Linked DNA regions of Mus musculus: regions 1 and 3 are each linked to region 2. Evidence: chromatin contacts called from public Hi-C and HiChIP or PLAC-seq data. All regions are on one chromosome and are shown on one strand. The core of a region is the stretch at or near the end of the contact, and the rest is flanking DNA. Distances in the headings are between cores, read along the strand shown. Region 1 has its middle 60 kb from the start of Mir1843a. Region 2 overlaps Actn1 (actinin, alpha 1). Region 3 overlaps Dcaf5 (DDB1 and CUL4 associated factor 5).

What was found. A called contact is a pair of places that touch in the nucleus more often than the background predicts. HiChIP or PLAC-seq counts read pairs in DNA pulled down with a chosen protein or histone mark.
Region 1: an RNA polymerase II HiChIP or PLAC-seq map of embryonic stem cells shows a contact between it and region 2, with 15 read pairs. The contact joins two enhancer-like sites. A contact is called at or near these places in 1 of 15 datasets of contacts at CTCF or cohesin (the NIH/3T3 cell line), 18 of 484 Hi-C or Micro-C datasets (8-cell embryo, the AtT-20 cell line, CD4 T cells and 6 more), 5 of 115 datasets of contacts at active chromatin or transcription factors (embryonic stem cells, epiblast stem cells and stem cell-derived neural progenitor cells) and 3 of 9 other capture datasets (adipose tissue, liver and pancreatic islet).
Region 3: a Hi-C map of cerebral cortex shows a contact between it and region 2, with 2.0 times the contacts expected there. The contact joins two enhancer-like sites. A contact is called at or near these places in 3 of 15 datasets of contacts at CTCF or cohesin (the NIH/3T3 cell line, large pre-B cells and pro-B cells), 31 of 484 Hi-C or Micro-C datasets (B cells, the CH12 cell line, DN3 thymocytes and 19 more), 23 of 115 datasets of contacts at active chromatin or transcription factors (the HPC-7 cell line, the NIH/3T3 cell line, acute myeloid leukemia and 16 more) and 4 of 9 other capture datasets (adipose tissue, embryonic stem cells, liver and 1 more).

Annotation. Positions count from the first base shown.
Region 1 is chr12:80,329,460-80,333,169 of GRCm38.p6, reverse strand. No RefSeq gene overlaps it. Among named protein-coding and RNA genes, the nearest start is that of Mir1843a, 60 kb to the left of the region's middle. Within about 2 kb of position 1,414, at least 71 of the 459 cell types and tissues checked have an H3K27ac peak or open chromatin away from gene starts, as enhancers often do. A contact at or near this core is called in bone marrow-derived macrophages, where this site is marked.
Region 2 is chr12:80,166,714-80,170,778 of GRCm38.p6, reverse strand. It overlaps Actn1 (actinin, alpha 1), which reads left to right. Exons shown (of 21, transcript NM_134156.3): 19 at 13-93; 20 at 1,763-1,921; 21 at 2,299-3,237. The coding sequence ends at 2,457. Among named protein-coding and RNA genes, the nearest start is that of 2310015A10Rik, 36 kb to the right of the region's middle. Within about 2 kb of position 2,523, at least 235 of the 459 cell types and tissues checked have an H3K27ac peak or open chromatin away from gene starts, as enhancers often do. A contact at or near this core is called in adipose tissue, bone marrow-derived macrophages, cerebral cortex and 4 more, where this site is marked.
Region 3 is chr12:80,364,200-80,367,982 of GRCm38.p6, reverse strand. The region is part of intron 6 of Dcaf5 (DDB1 and CUL4 associated factor 5); the gene reads left to right. Among named protein-coding and RNA genes, the nearest start is that of Mir1843a, 26 kb to the left of the region's middle. Within about 2 kb of position 1,597, at least 158 of the 459 cell types and tissues checked have an H3K27ac peak or open chromatin away from gene starts, as enhancers often do. A contact at or near this core is called in adipose tissue, cerebral cortex, forebrain and 3 more, where this site is marked.

The DNA.
Region 1 (3,710 bases), core at 165-2,664, 160 kb before region 2:
TAAGGCACATATCTGAGGATGACATGATAACACAAGTATTCCTGTCGTTGGCACCTCTCTTTGTTGTTGTGCTTGCTGGCTTGACATCCATGTGCACGCCCCACAAGAAGGCTTTTTGGATGTCAGTCCATCAGAAATATGGATAGTCAAGGTCCTCCAGAGAAAGAATACTGTTTGACAGCAAGTCTCAGCCTACAAGCACTGGAAGAGAGTAGATCTCCCCATTACCATAGACATTGCAAAGCTTGCTTTGGAGCCTTTGGGGAGACCTCTTAGACCTTTGACCCTTTGTAGTGCCACCCCTAAGAGCTGGAAGCTTAAAAGCCAGACATGGCTGATAGAGATCTCATAGATCCTTGCTCACAACAAGCTTATAAAGGTTGAGATAAGGGGTGGCAAATGTTATTAAACTAAAATTTTAATATAATAATACTAGAAAAAGACCTAGACCTTAAGAAGTGAGACACCAAAGCTCTCTGGGCTTCTGAGGTCAAGTTCTTAGACCTGGTGCTGGGCCATCCCTAAGAACCTGGGAAGGAGGGAGCCATGGAAAACCGCTGCATGTGCCAAAGAAGAGTTAACCAGTTTTCTATGCAGGGTTGATTGAGAGGGGTGTGTGTGTGTGTGTGTGTGTGTGTGTGTGTGAGAGAGAGAGAGAGAGAGAGAAGGAGAGAGAGAGAGAGAAAGGGAGGGAGGGAGGAGAGAGAAGGGGAGGGGAGAGGAGAGAAGAGAAAGAAGAGAAGAGAGAATATCTTAGTATCTCATCCAAAAAGGCTAAACCATAAAAACCAGCAAGGAAGTCTGATAGATCAATAGATCAAGGAAGGAAAGCTCACATCTGCTGCCTGCAGTGGTAAAGGAGCTGAATTAGTGATGTGGGAGCATGGCCGCGGTTCTTAGGGCAGAGAAATGTGAGAGGTGAGCGGTTTGCATTACTGGTGGAAAAGAGGCAATGGAATTACACTTAAAGGTGAAATGGTTTCCAGTAAAGCACATCTGCCTGAAGAGAGGTCAGAACACAGTGTCATACAGCAGACAAAGCACCAAGCAGGCGGGACCTTAAGAGCTGACCCTACAAGAGAGGGGGAGAGCCCTCACCAGCCTCTTCTGTCCCATTTCAAAGGTGGAGTTTCAGTTGCTGATCACTAAGGCTGGTGCTCCCAACTGATCTCACTGCTTCCTGAATGTGGTCTCTGGGGCCTGGCTTCCTGCATGATTTCCTTATGGCCTCACTCTTATCAAGTGTGACTGGGGCTGGATCACAATGTACAGCAATAGTAAGGGATTGCAAATGGTCACACGGAGGCAGCTTGTGTCAGGTGGAGGCTTTGACAAAAGAAAAGAGTGACTTGAGTTTGGGACACCCTCCCCCTACACCCAAGAGCTTGCACCTCTGACCACATTCTCAGCTCTGGTTGGCTGTAAGAGAAAAGTCATCAACATGCTGAGGGGGAGGGGCAGGACATGGGGAAATACAAGGAACTAGAGAATAGGAACCTGATTGCTTCCGTTTACAAGCCCATGCCTGGGCTTGAGACTAAAAGACCCTTCAAGTTCAAGAAAGGACCTGATGGCTGCATGCAGTGACACATGCCTTTAATCCCAGCCACTTGGAGGCAAGAGGCAGGCAGAATTCTGATCTGGCCTACACATCAACTCTCTGGATAGCCAGGGCTACATAGAATGACCCTGTCCCTTCCTTCCTTCCTTCCTTCCTTCCTTCCTTCCTTCCTTCCTTCCTTCCTTCCTTCCTTCCTTCCTTCCTTCCTCCCTCCCTCCCTCCCTCCCTCTCTCTCTCTCTCCCTCCCTCTCTCTCTCTCTCTCTCTCTTTCTTTCTTAAGGAGCAAGGCCTGGTGAGGAAAGGAGTCTTCCTAGGTGCAAGCCCAAGCTTTACTCTGCTCTGGAACACTGAGTCTTCTCAAATGAGCCGGAATGAGCAGTGTGCAGCTCATGTCCTTTACGGTTTGGGGGGTGGGGGGTTGTGGCGCTGGGGATTAAACCCACTGAGAGAGATGGATCAGCACAAAAGGTGGACGCTGGCCTCAGCTCTGTCTTATTCCACACATCTGTCAGGAAAGAGTTGGCTGGCACAAAGGTCAGTCAGTGCCTGGATCACGGTTCCCCCAGCTTGAAGATCCCACGGAGAGACCTATGGAGATAGTCCAGTCAGCAGCTATGTCTACTGATCCCCCACCACCCGCCGCCCCTGCCCCCTGGTTTCAAGTCCAGTAGGCAAACACTTCCTAAGACTGGGAGATAAGTTACTCCTGAGGGGACTGTATGGACCTGCTAAACACTGCACTTTTAACCTCTCCTCCTCCGGGTGAGAAAAGTAAGTTCTTGGATTCCACTTGGAATGAAGGAAGGGTAGGCTGGGCTGATGCTGGTACGACATGGCAAGTGTGACTCTAGGATCTCCTATGCAAGAGTCAGACTTACCCTAAAGACTGAAATGGCTGGGAGGTCAGGTTTACAAAGCCAAGGGAGGTACACATCTGTACTCTCAGCACCTTCAGAAAGAAAGGAGGGAAGGAAGGAAGGAGGCAGAGGTAGGCAGATCTCTGAGTTTGAGGCCAGCCTGGTCTACAGAGTAAGTTCCAGGACAGCAAGGATTACACAGAAAAACCCTGTCTTAGGAGAGAGGAAAAAAAAAAAAAAAAGACAACCAAGCTATATTTTTGTTTTGGATTACTAGCTCATCTGTTCTAGTTGAAATTGGCCCTTACAACCATTAATGCAGTCGTAGATCATGTAGTCTCCTGCAGGGTTGGGACAGGCCTTGGCAGACAGGAAGGAATCAGGTCTCCACTCTCCTCAGGTTCTAGAGTTCCCACCTTCAAAATCTAGAAGATCTAGGCTCTAGAGGATAACGGCAAACTCCATACAGCCAGCTTAACTGGCTGGTCATGTGCTTAACTGGCTCAATACAATCTTAGCACAGAGAATAGCCAGACCAGAGAGGAGCATTATTAGTGCCTGTCAGTTCTTTTTACTACCCCTTCCTCCTAGAGCTTGTGAATAGATACTGGGTCTCCCCTCCCCCTCTCCTAGCCCCAACAGCAACTAGCTCAGATTGTAGAGAAGTTAGGTGAAGGCAAACTCTGCAGTTACAGGTGCTGTCTTCCTGTCCATCCTCATGGGGAGTGAGGCACGGAATGGTCCTGCTACACAGTTTCCCAGACATTTCCTGCTGTACAAATTCTGACCCCCTGGAGGGGACATCAGGCCCTCCCTCAGTGGAAGTGAAGAATGAAGCAGAAAAGGAGCGTCACTAGCAGGTCCAGGTCTCCTGCCCCACACCATTCTGAGTCACTTCCTGCTCCTTGCTGGACTTTGATCTCCAGCTGCTGCTGCCCCTCAGTTACAGCAGAGAGAGGACTGACAAGCTTATTCAGCTCTATAGTCCTGGGCCTCTCCTGGTTACAAAAAAAAACCCCACCTTTTCTATGCTCACCATTGTGTCTGATGACCTGTTGGCCATCATCCTTGATGCTGCTATAAAGCAAAGTGCTGACAAGAAATATAGGTGGCGGGTCGTGGAGACTGAAAATACCATCTCCCCATCTTCCTTCTCCGCGTTTATGGGAGCACACATGCAGACGAAGCTCCGTGTTGTGAAATCAGGGTTGCCTTCTTTTCCTAAACACTTCTGAAGCATCTAGAAAACCAGAAGTTTTGAAAGAAAAGAAATGGCAGCAGCTTGGGGGAGC
Region 2 (4,065 bases), core at 1,274-3,773:
CCACGGCCCCAGGATCACTCCGGCACGTTGGGTCCCGAAGAGTTCAAAGCCTGCCTCATCAGCTTGGGTTATGATATTGGCAACGACCCCCAGGTACTCGCCTCCTGCATGGAGCACGCTCAAGGGTGGCCTCCGGGGCGAGAAATAACGCATTTCTCCTTTTTTTCTTCTCTCTCTGTCTGACTCTCCCTGTCCCCCTTCCTGTGGGCCACGGGGCTCATCCTCTTCTGCTCTCCCTGCCTGCCCACTGTCCGGTTCCTCTGACTTCTGACCTCTGCCTTCGGCTATCTTTCCTGGGAACCTGCTTGGGTGTCCGCCTCCTCTCCCTCGCCACATCTCATCTGTGGACTGGACTTCTGCATTTCTTTGCTCTGACCTCCTTCAACATGTTCCTCCTACATTCTTCGGCTACTCCTATTCTTCGTACCATAAACTGGGTCATTCCTTTCCACTGTCTTCCTGGCCTCTGGCTGGCCCCTCCTCCTCCCACCTGTCTGTCCCTCCTGTGTCTTGGCGCCACTGCCCTACAGAAGAAGACGGGCATGATGGACACAGACGATTTCCGCGCCTGCCTTATCTCCATGGGTTACAACATGGTAACGTAAACCCCCTCCTCCGCCTGCCAGGCTTTCTAAAGTTGCCTTGGCCGGGAGGCAGCCACCTGACTGGAGAAGCTAAGTCTTAGTAATGGTGGACAAAGGCTCTTAGGTTAGAACTGCCCTCCTCGGGGGAGTCCCTTATGGCCATCCTTGGGGAAGATGGCACCTGAAAACCAGACCACCCATGGGGCCAGGGTGTGGCTGGGAGGCTTAGCCTCCTCATCATGGTCTCTGAACCAGTTTATCTTATGGTACTTTCTGTGGAGAAAGGGCTTTTTCACTCCCACAGTGAACACCAGCTGTGGACGGCCAACCCCAAGGTTTATAGAATGATAATTCTACTTTGTCTTACATGACAATGGTGGTTTATACTTCTGCCCTGGTAGTAGCTCCATCCAGACCTGCCACCACTCGGTCTTGACCCAGGCCTCTCGCTAACCTTGTTTTGTCCCCTCTGCATCCAGCTGAGCTGGATAGGACCTTAGCTGGATAGACAGGTGTCCACTGAACCAAGTACAGAGCCCATGGGATGCCCAGCAGGGTTAAAGGCTAGACTAGAAGTATACTCCGTAAATTCCACATTGCTATCAAAGCTTGTGGTCTCAGATGTAGTGAGGAAACCTCACAACGTGGTTGTAAGAGTTAAATAAAGTGATCACAAGGACTGCGTACTTGTCTGGCACACTTGTCATGTTAAGGAAACAGCATATGTTGGAGCTAGACTGCCTGCGTCCTAATCCTAGCTCCCTACCTCCTAGCCATGTGACCTTGGGTAAGTCACTTACCCTGTCTGGGCCTCAGATTTCCCATACAATGGGAATACTATGATTTTATTCAGTTGTGATGATAAGATGAATTTAGAATATTAGCTGGCCTATATAATACATGCTGTATGAGTGTTAGTTAGCCATTGTTGAAGTTATCGTCATTATAATTAATACTACCCATCATTTTCTGTAAGTGAAACCCAGAGCTCTGCAGGGGGTGGGAAGTCCTGAGACTCACAACGTTTGGGTCACTTTCTCACCCTGGGGCAACCCAAGCCAGATCAGATGTCTGTTGTGCCTCCTGTTCCAACCATAGGCAACTTGGAGCTGGAGGTACACTTGAGATGCCCCAGTAGGCCGTTAGGGTGACAGGTGTGGGTTGGTTGTCTCCTCCAGGGAGAGGCAGAGTTTGCCCGAATCATGAGCATTGTAGACCCCAACCGCTTGGGGGTAGTGACGTTCCAGGCCTTCATCGACTTTATGTCCCGAGAGACGGCAGATACTGATACTGCAGATCAGGTCATGGCTTCCTTCAAGATCCTGGCTGGAGATAAGGTAGGATGTGCTGACGCTGAGACAGTGGGTGGTTACTGTAAATCGGTAGGATGAATGAAAAAGTCCGAGTGAAATAGGTTTGGAAGGAAGTTGAAGTAGATACTAAAATGGAAAACGTGACGTGTTTAAAATACCATATACAAGTGATATATTACTTGTAAATATATAATATGCACTTAAATATATATATGTACATACACACGGATGTCTCTGTTATATGTATGCACGCACGTATTCTACAGATCAAGTAGAGCGAGGAAATTAGAACACGGGTACTTAACATTCCCGGCAAGTTTACGACCTAATAGTTGCGGCAACGCCGCGTTGCTTTCCGGCCGCTGCCGAGGTTTCCGACCCTGACCATGCTTTCTCCGCAGAATTACATCACAGAGGATGAGCTGCGCCGTGAGCTGCCCCCTGACCAAGCCGAGTACTGCATCGCAAGAATGGCCCCCTACGCGGGCCCCGACTCCGTGCCCGGTGCTTTAGACTACATGTCCTTCTCCACGGCACTGTATGGCGAGAGCGACCTCTAACCCGCCCCTGCCTCCCTCCACCACCCCCCCACCCCCGGCCTTCTGCGCGTGCGCCCCACCCTGCTCCTCCTCCTCCTCCGCCCAGTCTGGCTGGCTGGGTTCATTATTTTCAGCTCAGCCACCAAGGGGGCAGAGCTCCGACCCAGGCGGCATCAAGCCTCCCTGCCCACAAAGTGACAGTTTACAAAATTATTTTCTGCAAAAAAGGATAAAAAAAAAGTTACGTTAAAAAAAAATTTTAAAAAGAAAAAAAAAAACAAACAAAAAACTACATATTTTATTATAAAAAAAAAAGTATTTTTTTCTCCACCAGTCTTAAATGGAAAAGAGGAAAAATTAACTATTTGCACCGAAATGTTTTTGTTGTGACATAGGAAAATAACCAAGCACAAAGTTATATTCCATTCTTTTTACTGAAGTTTTTTCCTCCTACCTGTTCTGTCTGCTGTATTCATTTCTCTAATTTCATGCCCACTTGGGGGTGGGGTAGGTGGGTACTCTCATCAGAGGCACATTGGTGCATGTGTGTTTGCTAGCTCACTTGTCCATGAGAATATTTTATGATATTAAAGAAAACCTTTTGAAATGGCTGCTTTTCAAAGAAGATAATTCATGGCTTCTCATTTTTCAGTCTCTTCAAAAGTGTGGCTGGCCTGTTTTATGACTGCAGAGTTGTTATGTTTTTTAATTTTGAATATTGCCTATTAAAGATAGGACAAACTTGGAGATTATGATGTTGCTTGGCACAGACTGTATTAAAACAACACTCCCGTGACATTACTTTGCTTGTTCCTTTGGCTGACTTCCAGAAGTGGGGGTGGGTTGTGTCAAGAATGGTGTGGGGTACCTGTCCTCACCCACCTCTAGATTTCTGAGCCTGGTTTGGTACATTCTCACTTCTTTAAGAGGAGAAGATGGCCTCCTCTATGTACAGGGGAAAGCTAACAAGCGCATGAAAGAGCCCCTGACGAAAACCCCCAGCTTTCTTGGTTCTCTGTGGCTGTCTGTGACTTCTCTGTGACCCCGACCATTTTGTTTTTGCTGCAGGGGACAGCTTGGATTGTGTCAGGGTTGTAGTCCTCTTTCCTACTCTAAGTGTTCCATAGAGTACTGGGGCTTGGTGGCAGGGTGTACAACCAGCCTATGCCAGGCCCTGAATTCAATCCCTTGAGACCCCAAAATGTGCCACAGATAGTAGCTGTTGGTCATTGCAGGGACTCAATGACAATGCAGATTGCCAGCATTCCCCCCATATCCAAACATATATGATGATAAGCTCCAATTTATCATTTGTTGTCTAAGAATATATGGTGGTGGTGGGAGCCTGTTGTTAGAATTTCCAAGACTACAGAGCAGAGCAAGAGCGATCATGGTTAAAATAACTTTGCAAGTAGAGATATGTCGAGTTGGGGAGTTCTGCCTGGGGGCGGTTTTAAAATCCCTGGCTGTGCCTCCTGAAAATGGTGGGCTGGCTCTTTGCCAGGTTCCCATTCATTAAGTGGTGCTGTTATAAAGTGATGGTAAATGGGTATGGAGCATGAGTGTTGGCTGTGGCCAATCTAAAGATTCTGTTCAGAAGGGAGAATCACTTGAAAGTAGGTCAATGGG
Region 3 (3,783 bases), core at 348-2,847, 200 kb before region 2:
TTTGCTTTGAGAAAGGGTCTCTCTATGTAGCCCAGGCTGGCCTCAAACTCACAGAGATCTGCTACCTCTGCCTCCTGATTTCTGGGATTAAATGGACCCAGTTTCAACACCCCCAATACACACACCATCTGGGACCCATGCAGAACACTGGATCATGGTGGCCCAGTCTTGTAATCCCAGTGATTAGGAAAGAAAGAGAAACCAATACAGACAGACAGACAGACAGACAGAGAGAGATTACACCTCTGCTTTATGAAGTTCAGCTTTATGGTTTAGTACAAGTGATTATGAATGTTAATGAGAGCATGGACTGTAGATTTCTCTTGGGAGTGATTGGCATTAGAGCTCTTCTGTCTCTGTTTCTACAGCAGAAATCTTTCAGAGAGCACACCAGGACTTCAGTGCCGTGAGCACTGACCATTGCCAGGCCTCACTAAGTCTGATGTTTCATCCAGCCCAGACCTAGGAGGCAACCTTAGGAAAGGAAGCTCTACTCCCAGTGGTGAGGTTAAATGTGTCACTACCTCAGGGCCCACTTGAGATAATCTTCTACACACATTGAAAAAAGTGGAGCCTAATGACAAAGGCCTGTGGTGGCAAGTTCAAGGTCAGACCGGCAAGCTAGTAAGACACAGTCTCAGAACAAGTTTTAAAAGGTCAGGAGGAAGGCCCCTTGGTCTTGCAAACTTTATATGCCTCAGAACAGGGGAACGCCAGGGCCAAGAAGTTGGGGCGGGGAGGGCATGGGGGACTTTTGGGATAGCATTGGAAATGTAAATGAAGAAAATACCTAATAAATTTTTTAAAAAATGGAAAAAAAAGAAAAGGTCAGGAGGAGTACAGTTGAGGGGGTTTCCTGCCCAGCATGAGTGGAGCCTCAGGCTCATTGGCTACCTAATTTGTTATGCTTTTTACTTTGTTTTGTGATGTGCTGTGACTTTGTAGTCCAGGCTGTCCTAGAACTCTTTATAGTTTAAGCTAGGCTCTTCCTCACTTGGCCTCTTGCCTCAAAGCCGTCTGAATACTTGGATTACAGGTTTCAGCCATTACACAGAGTTTGCTGCTTTATATTTTAAATATCCCAGAATTCTCTGTCCCTTTTTGGAATAGTCTTCTCCCAGATAACCACATAATTTGCTCCCTCATTTCCTTCAGGGCTTTGCTCACAGTGCCATTTTATCAGAGAAGTCTTCTGTGGCCACCTTACATAAATGGAAACCACCTACCCCGGCTACCTCAGCTTCTTATCTAGATGGTTCCCTGTTCTTTTAATGCTTGCCCCCACTGGGAACGTCACGTATATATTTCTTGTTTCTTGTTCCTAACATTGTTCCCCTTTCCCACATTATATGTGTATAATTTTACCCGACTCAATAAAAGATGATTGTCCCGTGAGAGCAGAGACAGCGTTGCTTTCTCTTCGCCATTTCTCTTTCCTTCCCTAGAATAGTGCTCAATACATAGTAGACACTCAATAAATATTTGTTTAAAGAATAAAAGAATGAACTCATTTTATTTTCAGGCTCTCACAGTTAACAGTATCCCAGGCAGCCAACTGTTAATGTTGGCAAGAATCCAACAGCCAACCACTAAATGCCATAACTGAATTCTTCAGGGCAGCTTGTAATTCCAGTGTTGGTGTGAGCACTTACAGAGTCTGGCTAGATGTCAGTGGGTGGAGACACCCCACCCCCACCACCCCGGAAATGATCAGTCCTGGTAGATGGAAGAGTTTTAAGGAGAAGAACTATCAGAACTTGCTTTACCCCCAAAAGCATTGAAAGCATTCCAAGCATTTTCTGTGTGTTTGAGGAGCTATATCAGAACCAGCAGACTTAACTCTGGGAATGTTTTCTTCCTTCTAAGGCTGTCTTCTGAGTCAGCGTTCTGTCTGGACAGCTGGCCCCTTTAACGGTCCTGGGCTCTGCCCCAGTGAGTACTAAGCAATTAGGAAAATACTGATCTTTCAGTAAAGTAAGACTTCTGATGAGTATAGCCTTGTGGTATTGTTTTTAGTATGCATTTTTTGTTTATTTCGGTTGGTGAGGTTCAGAGAGGGAGGGAAGCAGGAATTTGATGTTAGGTTCATGGCTTCTTTTAAAGAAAACAAGAAAGAATGAGGTATGGACTAGCGAGTTTTGTTCTATGCATGCATGCATGCATGCATAAATACATACATGCATACATGCGTGTAATTAGTAGATGATTCTTTTGTGTTCTGGCTCCCTCCCTCTGCCGTACTAGAGGTTCAGTTTTCAGATGTAGCTAATTCTTTGGAAATGCAGTTCGCAGCAGAGCAGGGTAGTGTGGAAGACAAGGACTGCCTATGGCTACCAGCCCTTGAGTTTGCCCTTGAGAGGGGAGCCATAGAGCACAGACATCCTCATTCTTATGTCAGGACAGGAAGCTGGGCTGCTCACAGGCCCACTCACAGCAGTCTTTGGTTGTGGGCTGTTCCTGTGCAGCATTCACTTCTTGGAGCAACTTGCAAACATGCTCTGGAGAGGGAGAGCCTTTGTCAGAGATAGGGAGGCTAGCAGTAGGCAGCCAGGCAGAAGGTGGCCCAAGGGCGGGGAGCTACAGCGTCTGTCAACATCTGGAAATAAGTGTGTGCTCAAGGTGCTGTTTGTCACTGTTTGCTCATAACACAATGTATTTGTGAGTCTAATTAGTTAGGTTAGACCTAGCAATAATGATTTGAAGCTGCCACATAGAAAGACATCACTTACGTCCTTGTCATGGTTGGGTTGGAGGTAGCCTGCTGCTCCAGGATGTTAGGGAGATACAGAGAACCTTAGGATACTTGACCTCAAAGATCTCTATGAAGGGCCTAAGTTTTATTTTCTACACTTTTAAAAATTGTGACACAGCCGGGCGTGCACTTGAGAGGCAGAGGCAGGCGGATTTCTGAGTTCGAGGCCAGCCTGGTCTACAGAGTGAGTTCCAGGACAGCCAGGGCTACACAGAGAAACCCTGTCTCGAAAACCCTAAAAAAAAAAAAAAAATTGTGACACAAATATTATCTGAGATTTTTCCATGTAAAAGTACTAGGTTTTGATCTGGGTGTATATGTACATGCCTATAATCTTCATACCCAGGAAGGTGAGACAGGAGAATTAACAAGATTAAGATTAAGTCCAGCCTTGGCTACTTAGCAATACCCAGTTTCACACACACACACACACACACACACAGAGTACACTTTAGGAGCTGAGGTATAATTCAATAGCATGGTGTTTCACATGTATAAGGCCCTGGGCTCAATTCTCACTGTCCCTCAAACCTTTAATTTAAAGATGTACAGTTGTGGGGGCTGTTGAGATGGCTCAGAAAGTAAAGGTGTTTGCTGCCAAACCTGATGACCTGAGCTGTCCTCCTCAGGACCCACATAGTAGAAGGAGAGAGCAAACTGGGCAGTGGTGGCACATTCCTTTAATCCCGGCAGAGGCAGGCAGATTTCTGAGTTCCAGGACAGCCAGGACTACACAGAGAAACCCTATTGGGGGGGGGGGGGGGAGAGAAAAAAAAAAGAGAAGGAGGGAACAAATAACCGCAAGTTGCCTTCAGACCTCCATACAAGTGCATGGTATGCATGTACAAAAATAAAATAAATGAAAAGGTTAAAAAAAAAAACACCTTTTAATGTACAGAAAGGGAGGAAGAGAGGCACAGAAACGGTGATGCCACAAATGATGGAGCCTTGATGCACGATCTATTCTTCCCCCATTCCCCTCCACTGTGGGATCAGGGATCACAGGTTTCCGGCTCACATAGCGATTGCTT